Linked DNA regions of Mus musculus: regions 2 and 3 are each linked to region 1. A link is a contact called in public HiChIP or PLAC-seq and promoter capture Hi-C data. All regions are on one chromosome and are shown on one strand. The core of a region is the stretch at or near the end of the contact, and the rest is flanking DNA. Distances in the headings are between cores, read along the strand shown. Region 1 holds the start of Dph3 (diphthamine biosynthesis 3). Region 2 overlaps Colq (collagen-like tail subunit (single strand of homotrimer) of asymmetric acetylcholinesterase). Region 3 overlaps Sh3bp5 (SH3-domain binding protein 5 (BTK-associated)).

What was found. Promoter capture Hi-C pulls out the DNA fragments that hold promoters and counts their contacts. HiChIP or PLAC-seq counts read pairs in DNA pulled down with a chosen protein or histone mark.
Region 2: an H3K4me3 HiChIP or PLAC-seq map of pro-B cells shows a contact between it and region 1, with 2.5 times the contacts expected there. The contact joins the enhancer-like site here to the promoter of Dph3 in region 1. A contact is called at or near these places in 5 of 39 promoter capture datasets (the 3T3-L1 cell line, the C10 cell line, HPC-7-derived erythroid cells and 2 more), 1 of 15 datasets of contacts at CTCF or cohesin (large pre-B cells), 11 of 115 datasets of contacts at active chromatin or transcription factors (the 230-238 cell line, SST interneurons, cardiomyocytes and 7 more) and 2 of 9 other capture datasets (adipose tissue and liver).
Region 3: a promoter capture Hi-C map of hematopoietic stem and progenitor cells shows a contact between it and region 1, with 3 times the contacts expected there. The contact joins the enhancer-like site here to the promoter of Dph3 in region 1. A contact is called at or near these places in 1 of 39 promoter capture datasets (hematopoietic stem and progenitor cells), 3 of 115 datasets of contacts at active chromatin or transcription factors (acute myeloid leukemia, microglia and pancreatic cancer cells) and 1 of 9 other capture datasets (pancreatic islet).

What each region holds. Positions count from the first base shown.
Region 1 is chr14:32,084,054-32,087,457 of GRCm38.p6, reverse strand. It overlaps Dph3 (diphthamine biosynthesis 3), which reads left to right and starts at 1,766. Exons shown (of 3, transcript NM_172254.4): 1 at 1,766-2,048; 2 at 2,477-2,551. The coding sequence starts at 1,941. It overlaps Oxnad1 (oxidoreductase NAD-binding domain containing 1), which reads right to left and starts at 1,730. Exons shown (of 8, transcript NM_145460.2): 1 at 1,405-1,730.
Region 2 is chr14:31,548,581-31,551,660 of GRCm38.p6, reverse strand. It overlaps Colq (collagen-like tail subunit (single strand of homotrimer) of asymmetric acetylcholinesterase), which reads left to right. Exons shown (of 17, transcript NM_009937.2): 4 at 2,160-2,204; 5 at 2,536-2,562. Among named protein-coding and RNA genes, the nearest start is that of Colq, 27 kb to the left of the region's middle. Within about 2 kb of position 1,665, at least 12 of the 459 cell types and tissues checked have an H3K27ac peak or open chromatin away from gene starts, as enhancers often do. A contact at or near this core is called in extraembryonic endoderm stem cells and pro-B cells, where this site is marked.
Region 3 is chr14:31,412,562-31,415,563 of GRCm38.p6, reverse strand. The region is part of intron 2 of Sh3bp5 (SH3-domain binding protein 5 (BTK-associated)); the gene reads left to right. Among named protein-coding and RNA genes, the nearest start is that of Gm35907, 21 kb to the left of the region's middle. Within about 2 kb of position 1,648, at least 117 of the 459 cell types and tissues checked have an H3K27ac peak or open chromatin away from gene starts, as enhancers often do. A contact at or near this core is called in acute myeloid leukemia, hematopoietic stem and progenitor cells, microglia and 1 more, where this site is marked.

The sequences.
Region 1 (3,404 bases), core at 517-3,016:
CGGAACTGGAGTTATAGACATAACTAACTTCAATATAGGTGCTAGGAATTTAACGTCGGTCTTCAGGAAGAGCAGCAGTGATATTAACTGATGAACCAGCTCTTCAGCCTTTTGTGTGTTTGCTTTTTAAATAAAAGACCTAAGAACTTATACACACTACGAGCCTCGTGTGGCCGGTAGCCTCCCCAATATGGAGCTCACCAACTTGTCGGCCCCTGCGCTCCAGAGATCCACCTGTTTCTGCCCCTGCTTGCATCAATGCTGGGGTTACAGATCGATATACTTGCCAGGCCATTCCCTACCAACAACTGCATCCATTTCTGCGCATTCAAGAATGGCTCATAAGAACTAAAGATCATCTGAACTAAAGACAGACACTTGGAAATCAGTTTTCTTCCTGTGTCCCAGAGGTTACCTGGGAAGTATTTATACCCATAAAGATAGAAGGCTTTCACTGCATTTCTCTTCTGCCCAGACAGGCTACAGCTAACCTGCAACAGGCTACAAAGATCTCCTAATTGCTATTTAGATCTTCAATTATGTTAAAAAAAAAAAAAAAAAAAGGAATGGAGATCTTTGAAACAACCTTCCATACACTTAAGTTCTGGGTTTTTTCCTCCCAAAGGCTTCTCTGCCCATAGGTTTTCACACTTCAAAAAGGCTTCAAAATATAGTGTCCTTTAAACATGCACAAAATTGGTAATTTATGCACACAACTGTACATACTTAAACACTGTTACAGAAATGTAAACTACATAAGTCATACATGACTGCTGAACTATTCATTCTCGTGCAAAAGAATGTTAGATTCCAAAGGATCTACTCTCAGAAGAGGATGTAAGAACCAAAGAATGTAATTTTCCAACCCCCAGAGCTCTTCAAGTCAAACTGGAATCCAGTTCTGCCATACTACTTTTCACTACACTGCACTCCTCCAGTGAGATGAGTAACTGCTTAGCACTACTCCAAAGTCCCTGGTTGTAACCGGAACAAGCCCAGCACGGCTCTCGGAACAACGTGCTTCTCAAAGAAGAGGCTGCACGCTGACGAAAATACCAGGAACACCATTCCTTTTACCGAGAACTAAAGTTCACATAAATAATTTGTTCCTGGGCTTTAGAGACAGCTAGGCTCATCGTTATGGCCTAGGTATGCAATCTTGGGCAAGATGCCCAGTCTCTAAATCTATGTTAAAGATGAATAAAATGGATTTTTGAACCTCAAGATCAAGTTTAACATATAGGTTGCCCACTAAAAACCCCAATAATTAAAAGCTACTGTGCCCACCACTGCAGTGAATATTTAAAATATGGCTAGAACTCGCCCCTGTCTTGCAGATCTTGGTTCTCTACAACACAACCGGGGTATCAGAAAGTGGCTGGGGTGAGAGAGGCAGTGATGTACCTGCAGGCAAGAACTCATAACAGGCCAAGAGTCACTCAGAGTTCAAGGTCGCCTGAAACGCAATTGCAGGAGCGCTGTGGGCCGAGAACTGGAGAGGACGCTGTGTGGCTCCCTGAGCCTCAATGATTCCCCCTTTCAAGAGGGCGTAGCCTCCGCCAATTCTTTTAATGTCCTCTGAAGTCAGCTATGGAGGACAAGACTCCACCTGCATAGAAAACTCGTTTATATCCCAAGCCCAAACTCCCCGGGCCCCGGACTGACGTAACCGCCATGAGAGGGAGCCCTTCACACTATTGGTCGCTGGCACCCAGTGGACGGAGAACTGCGCAACGCTGCTGCGCAGGAAGCACCATCTTTCCGGCGCTATCTCCATGGCGACCGCGACCGGGTCACCCTTTTGGCCGCGGCGGTAGAAGTTACGTCATCGCCTGTGCGTCCGGAAGTGACTGTTCCTGCGCCAGGGTGGACCGGGAAGACCGGGCCTTACCCTGCCTGGGCGCAGGTAGGCAAGCTGATGCGGTGCCGACCGGGTGACCATGGCGGTGTTTCACGACGAGGTGGAGATCGAGGACTTTCAATATGACGAGGACTCGGAGACATATTTCTACCCTTGCCCCTGTGGGGATAACTTTGCCATCACCAAGGTACTCTAAAGGGCCCGCCGGCGATCCCTCGAGCTTGCGCATTGTCGCTTCCGGTGTCCCTGGGAAGGCTCAGTTACCCACGTGTTCTTCCGAACCCCCGCCCCTAAAGTAGTAACCTAGGCTGTCTAGCATACAGGGTCGGGTTAAGGGCGCTGTTCTCCGTAGTCCCGCCCCTAAGTGTTTTTCTTTTTTTTCTATTTTTTTTTCCCCTGGGAGCTTCTTTGAAGAAGGGAACTTGATTTTGTACCCCAGGGTTTTGGAGGCGATCGAACCAATCTAATCTCCCTGTTTTTTTTTCCTAGATGACACTTGGGAGGAAAGTTCTTTGTGTTGTTACCCAACTAAAGACTTGCCCATAGACATAGGAGAGATTTATGGGAAGTTGACGAAAGGCTATGCTGACCATATGTTGTTTGATTGCGTTGTAGGAAGATTTGGAAAATGGAGAAGATGTGGCCACGTGTCCTAGCTGCTCACTCATTATAAAAGTGATTTATGACAAAGTAAGGGATATGTTAAAGGGGATGGGTGGTGTGAGCTAATGACAAGGGCCTAAAGGAGCCTGTCTGATAGAAAAGGGCGGAAGAGTGTTGGGTGTTGGTTTGTTTTTTGAGACAGGGACCTTAAGTAGCCCTGGCTATACTGGAACTCATGATGTGAACCAGGCTGGCCTTGAATTCACAGAGATCTGCCTTTTATGTAACTTATGATCACTTTGGAAAGGGCAATAAAGAAATTGCTTTGTAATGAAAATTGATGACTTAATCAGGAATGAAAAATTATGGTTATTTTAATTGATGTTCTTCCTTTTGACATTTCTCTTGTATTTAATATTTAGTTTGTTCAGAGCTCTAGGATATTTTTAGAAGATTGCATTTTATTGCTTGCCTAGCTTATGTACAGAATCTACCTTGTTTGAGATATAGTTCCTAGATGTAATGTTACAGTTCCATGTTCCTTTGTATCCATTAGGAATGGCAATAGAAAAGGGGTAAATATCTTTACTTCCCACCCAAAGCTCAGTTAGTGCTTTGGAGTCTAAGTACAGAATGTAACAGTCTAGAGGATAAATTCTAAAATGACTATAGGGTAAGTTGGACCAAAGCACAGAACTTTGTGGGAGAAGCAGGTGTTAATTTAGACAATAATAGAAATGTAATGATTCATTCTTATTTTAAAATGGTTTATGGAGCAAAGAACAATGGACAGACTAGGGACTGACTCCTTGGGAATCACACTGTAGAGGATGTGTAGTAACTGGGAAAGTTTTTGTGGTAGCTGGCATAAACCAGCATGAAAGATCAGAGTGTGAACTTCATTTACAAGTAGTTACTGTTGCAGGTATATGTTGGGAAA
Region 2 (3,080 bases), core at 416-2,915, 540 kb after region 1:
CTTTGTAGAGGAAAAGTCCTGCTCCCTTGTACAGGAACAGGGATAGTGTCCACTTCCTAGTCTAGGAACCTGTGGGCTATAACTAGCCTGTTCTCCATACATATTTATTGACCCAGGTGTATAATTACATAATTGTAATCCCAGCACTTGGGAGGCTGAAGCAGGAGGGCTCTGAATTTAAGACTAGCCTGGACTGCCTAATAAGAGACCCTATCTCAAAAATAAATAAATAAATAAATAAATAAATAAGGAAACAAACAATAAAATCATCTATTAGATGTTATAATGAATATGGGACCTTGAGCTCAGAAGTCAGACACCGTCATAAAGAGGCTGGGATGTCTGCAGAAAGGCCAGGTGAGAGTACTCTAAGGTGGGCTCCCCCATTCAGCACTCTCCCCTGATGGGTCTTGATGTGGATGAGAACCAACTGAGCACATGGAAGGAGGGGATCCTCTGGTCACCTCAGAATGGCAGTTCCATTCATACTAGTGTACCTCTGAGCTCCTGCAAGTCTGAGTCACACAGAGGCTCCGCTGCGCACCCATGGAGTCTGTGCAATGTGAGATCTCTAAGTAGCATCATATGGGAACTGGTTAGACATGCAGTCTCACTGGGTGCATTGATTTAGGCCTATGATCCCAGCACTCAGCGGGTGGAGGCAAGAAGACTGCCTTGAGTTAGTCATGAGTACCAGGCCAACCAGGGTAAGACTTCTATCACAGGAAGGGAGAAAAGAAGGAAGGAAGGAAGGACGGAAGGAAGGAAGGAAGGAAGGGAGGGATACACACACACACACACACACACACACACACACCTCCATTCGATCAGAATCTATATTTGCTTGGTGTGTGCTAAGCTCAATGATCTTGTAAAAACAGTTGTAACCATTTCAAGAAAGAAAAGGCTTGGAAATAGAAAGCAACTTCCCAGCCTTTACCTCCTAAATCAGAAGGCAGATAACCCAAGGTGGTTCCTCCCAACTGTATCTTCACCTGAGGATCGCTGGGGAACTCAAACACTCTCAAAGCTCTCTGACTCCCACCTCCCCAGATGGTCATGTGATTGGTCTGGGTGTGGCCTGAGCTTTGGTTTTTTTTTGGTTTTTGTTTTTTTGTTTTTTCCAAAAATCCTGGGGATCCTGGAGTCATTTGGACAAGTTTTGGAGAAACCACACTTCCAACAGGCTGTCATGTTGATCACTTGCAGACAGTAGAGGTATGGAGGCCAAGGGATTTGGGTGGATCCCTCTCTGCTAACCTCAGGAATTTGGAAGTCATGAGCTTTCCAGAGATATGTGAGCAGAAGGCAGGCACTTCTAGCAGTGAATGTACAAAACTGGAGGTTTTCTTTTACAATGTCTGCTGGAGTCTCTCAATGAGATCCATTGTAAACATTCGTTTTTTTTTCCTTCCATTAATGAAAGTTTCTGGGAGGAGAGTATTCCCCACCTGAAACCCACAGATCATTTGTGGGACATCTTTTTTTTTTTTCTTTTGTTTTGTTTGTTATCTATAAGACAGGATCTCATGTAGTCCAGGCTAGCCATGAAGTTGCTGGGCAGCCAAGGCTGGCCTTGAATTCCTGATCCTCCTGCCTATAGTTCCTGAGTTCTGAGATTACAGGAGTGGGCCACCATGCCCAGCTCCTCCCTGGGGACATCAGAATCAGCTGCTCTCCGTGCAGAACTCAACTCTCCTTCCTGCCAGGGCCTCAGAGAACTGTAGCCAGCGTAGTGAAGGATCCCTGAGGCCAAGAAACATCACGGTCTCAGTAGTGGGGCTTCTCCAGGACTCTGAGGCTGCTCTTATTAAACACTGAAGGTTCTAGGGAGAAAATGAAAGTCCAGTGAGTGACACCAATGGTGCCAAGATACAGTGCTGAGAAACGAGGAAGAGGGATGGTGAGGAGAGTGGGCCGCAGGGCCGAGAGGCCCCTGCAGGCATCCCTGGAGCCCTCCCCCCAGCTCCCAGCCCCCAGCTCCCCCACCACCACCACCACACACGCACACGCACGCGCACACACACACAGACACACACACACACACAGAGTCAGCCCGCTCTGTAAAGGTCCAGTTCTGCAGTCTCCCACTAAACCCCTCCCCTGCAGTCTCTCCTTGTTTAGGTATGTTTTCTTCACCTTTTCTCTCCATTGTGTAGGGTCCACCTGGGCTTCCTGGCAAGACAGGACCAAAGGGAGAAAAGGTATGAGCCGCTGCTTTCTTACTCCTGCCTCATCTTGACAGTCACTGCTTGCTTTCTGGCCGTGCCCCTGAGAATGTTCTGGTTGGGACTTCAAAATACGTGCTCATTCTGTCTTAGCAGATGAAGCAGGGAGTGATGCAATGAATAGATGCAGCTATAGTAGTGGGTGCTATTGGTGTGTCCTGCTTCGGTCCACTGGCATGGCAGGCGTGCTATAACTGGTCAAGTGACCAACTGAGAGCCACAGCATGCCTAGGCCTCAGCCCTATTAAGTTCTCTGATCCTAGAACTTCTCTTTCAAACAAGCTTTTTCTGTTTTCTCTATGCACAGGGGGACCTTGGCCGCCCAGGAAGGAAGGTAGGACCCATGCTGTTCTGTCGGGTAACTGCGCTGCATGTACATGCAAGTGTGTTTGGTGGGCACCAATTCCCTGGCAGAACTCTGGTGCTGGCACCCCGCTGATGATGCCAGCATGTTTGCCCTTTCTGCCAACACTTTGGTTAAGAGCTGGATCCTGTGGCTGCTAGCATCTGGCTGACTCCTTCCAGAGGCTGCTGAGCCTGGCCACACTTTCCCAACTTCATCCTGCCACCCAATGGGGACTCTTCAGGTCCCCAGCCAGTGACACAAAATGACCTTCATTAAACTGGAATAAAGTGCTCAAGTAGACAGGAGTGAATAGTTTTGCTTTGGACATTACAGTGGCTCTGAGTAAACCAGCCACACGCCATCATTAGTGTCAGAGAAAGAGCCAGCAGGCAACATTGCTGAAGTCAGAGTGGGTGGTGGCTCTTAAGTTCTAGGACTTGACTGGGATTGAAGACAGAGCAAATCCATCCTAAAGGATGCTAGTGGCTTTATTAGCAACAGAAGCC
Region 3 (3,002 bases), core at 399-2,898, 670 kb after region 1:
CAAAGTCGAGAGTCCCACTTTACTATGAAAATGGGTTTCAGCATCAGGCTCTCAGGAGAGGTCTGAAGGACCCCCTTCCCAGTGGGTCTGTAGACCATGCTAAGGGAACCACTGGGGACCAGTGCACACTGGATTAAAAGGCTCACTGTCTAGAGTGAGATACTTGCCTACCATGCAGCCTCAAAAAGACCGTGTCACCTGGCTCTGGTTGTCTTATCTATGTGCTGGGCCTGTGGTTCCTGTTGAGCTTGTCGTACAGGGTCATTTCCAGGCTCAGCTCATGCCTTTGAGGCCTCTCTCCCCAATCCAAAGCTGTGTATTTATAAACAGCATCACCAAGGAGCCTTTGAAGTACATGTCATCTCTGATATGTAGGACAGTTATTTTTAAAAAGCTGACATCCTGTGGCTGTGCCCCTGCTTCTGGGGACACCTCCATGAAGCCATTCATTATTCTCAGTTTACAAGTGAGGTAGTAGAAGCTTGGATAAGCCGATTGGCCAGAAAGCAGGGACTTGTCCCCAGTGTGTGACACTGGCACGCTGTTCCTGAGGCTCGCTGGCTCGGGATGTCTTAGCTGGAGTTCTTATTCTACGCAGGGCCGTGTTTTTGACACACTGACACATTGAAGCAGAGAGATTGCCACTGTCAGCAATTCTCTGCTTAAATAAATTACCCTCCATGTGAGTCACCTAGGTTGAAGATCTAAGACATCACGCAGAGGGAACCAGTTTAGAACTCTCTTGGAGGGCAGAGTTTTAAGTCAGCTGGATTGCTGGGTGTGGTGGCACACGCCTATGAACACCGGCACTTAGAGTAAGTCCCTGGCCAGCCCGGGCTTTATGGCAAGCCATCTGAAAACTCAGATTACCAGCCCTGGGCTTGTAAACGGCTTGCTTTTTGGGGGATGGGGATCTTGAACTCCAGATCCTCCTGCCTCCACCTCTGAGGAGCTCCAACTACTCTCGGGTGCCCCTGCCCATCTTCCAGAGGTGTTTACCCTTAGGAATTACCCATCTCCCAGAAAAGAAAAACAAAAAAACAATGTTCCGTGCGCTCAAGCCTGAAGTGTTCCTACTCCATTTTGGGGGATCATTTGACTTTGATGTAGGTGACAGGAAACCAGAGTGAGGTCTTTTCTTTACTAGGGAGTGAAGCAGAAGGCACCAGTCTGTGGCAACCAGCTGTTCAGATAGTATCTAAGGAAATCTTCTTAATTCAGTTCCATCTTGTCAACTCAGCTCCAGTGGCAGAAGTCCGCCAGTGACTTAGTTGCACTTTATTACAATGCTGATGGAGGGGTAGGATGCCTTCCTCTCCCTGCCCACTTAAATGTAACCAATATAGTAACTAGCTAAAGGTCTCTAGGTCAGTCTTGTGGTTTTTAAAGGTCCACTTTAATTGCATTTGATAGAAGTCCAATTCCAGGTCCTTTGGAGGAAACAGAAAGCAAGGGTAAAGGAACGATGGGGGTGGGGGGCTGCCTTAAGTAAGAGAGCAGTAGAGCAGGGGGCTGCAGGGCCCTTCTGCCACACCTCTGTCCCGTCTCCTGGCTCCAGGGTGACAGTTCAAAATTACTCCATGCCTCCACCCATCCTGTTAGCCAACTCAATGGGGAAGTTTCTTTTGCTAAGTTTCAGAAACTCTTTAGAGTGAAGCCTCATTAGTTCTGGTGCTTCAGCCTCTTTGTCCACAATCACTGTGGCTGGGAGTATCCTTGCTGATCGGCTAGACTATCACGTGACCGTTCTTGGGCCCAGAGTCGCTCTGCCAGAGGCTGAGCCCTGGGGTTGAGGCTGTTGGTTGGGCAGGTGGGGAAGATTTGGGTTTGTGGGCTCCTTTATGTCAGTCCTCTGGGGAAATTGTCACTCAAGAAGACAAGATTTCTGGCAAAATTAAGAACCAGATCAGGTTACCCCCTCCCCCAACAACTGGAGCGGGAGCTGTCTCTGACTCTGTTGCCTGCCTGTCCAGCAGTGAGGGGGGGATGGGGGAGGGGCTATGTGAGGTGGGGACTGGGATGAGAGGGACTGTGACCCAGATGTAGAGTGAATAATTAAATAATTACTGGTAAAAAAATAAATAAAAGTAAATTACTTTATCTCAGGAAAGAGGAACCTGTTAGCTATGACCACTTTCTAATCTGTGGTGGCTGGATGGAGCTGATCACGCAATACCTAGAGGTATAGCTCATTGTTGGGAAAACATGATTATTAGACCTGTCTTTTGCCCACTACCCCCCACCCCCACCCTTGTGCCCTTGAGTATATAGAGTCTTGAAAGGATGTTAGCCAGGCTGCTGGGCCCCAAAAGAACAGTCCAAGGCATCTTCAGAAATACTCAAAACCCTGTGACAGTGTGATAAGTTCCAAATATGATCAGGTCATTTTCCTGAACTCCATCACACGCTGGATCCCAGCCTCCCAGGGAGGCTAAGGCAGGAGGGCTGTAAGTTTTCAAGGTCAGCTTGTGCTACAGAGGGAGATCCTGTCTCAAAAAGCAGAAAGCAAAACAACAAAACCAGCCAACCAGCCAAGCTCTCCTATCCCTCCCCAGCATGGGTGATGACTCGGGAGCTGAGATGGATGGACAGCTTGCAGACAGCATCTGAGGAGGACGCCAGCCCTCGCTTAGGGCTTGTGTAACCAAGGGCAGGGCTCCATCCTATAACGTTCCAGGCACCCCGTACTGGGAAAGCTTGTGCACTTCCTGAGCCTTAGGAAATTCCCATTTCCCTCTAGGAGGAGAACGCTGAATGCAACACAAAACCCTGATGACCATGACCCAGGCCTGGGGCCAACGCCTGTGTCAGAAGTGCGATCTGGGCTCTGGAGCTCCCAAGGGCAGCAAAGCACGTACCTTCATGTATTCTGGAAGGTCGGCTGTGTTGTCAGACCCATCTGCCAAGCCCACAGTCTGAGATGCTAAGGGGATGAGTTAGAAGAATTGATCCAAGTCTCCTTCAGCCCCACGAGACCCTACATTTCCACATGAACAGCACAA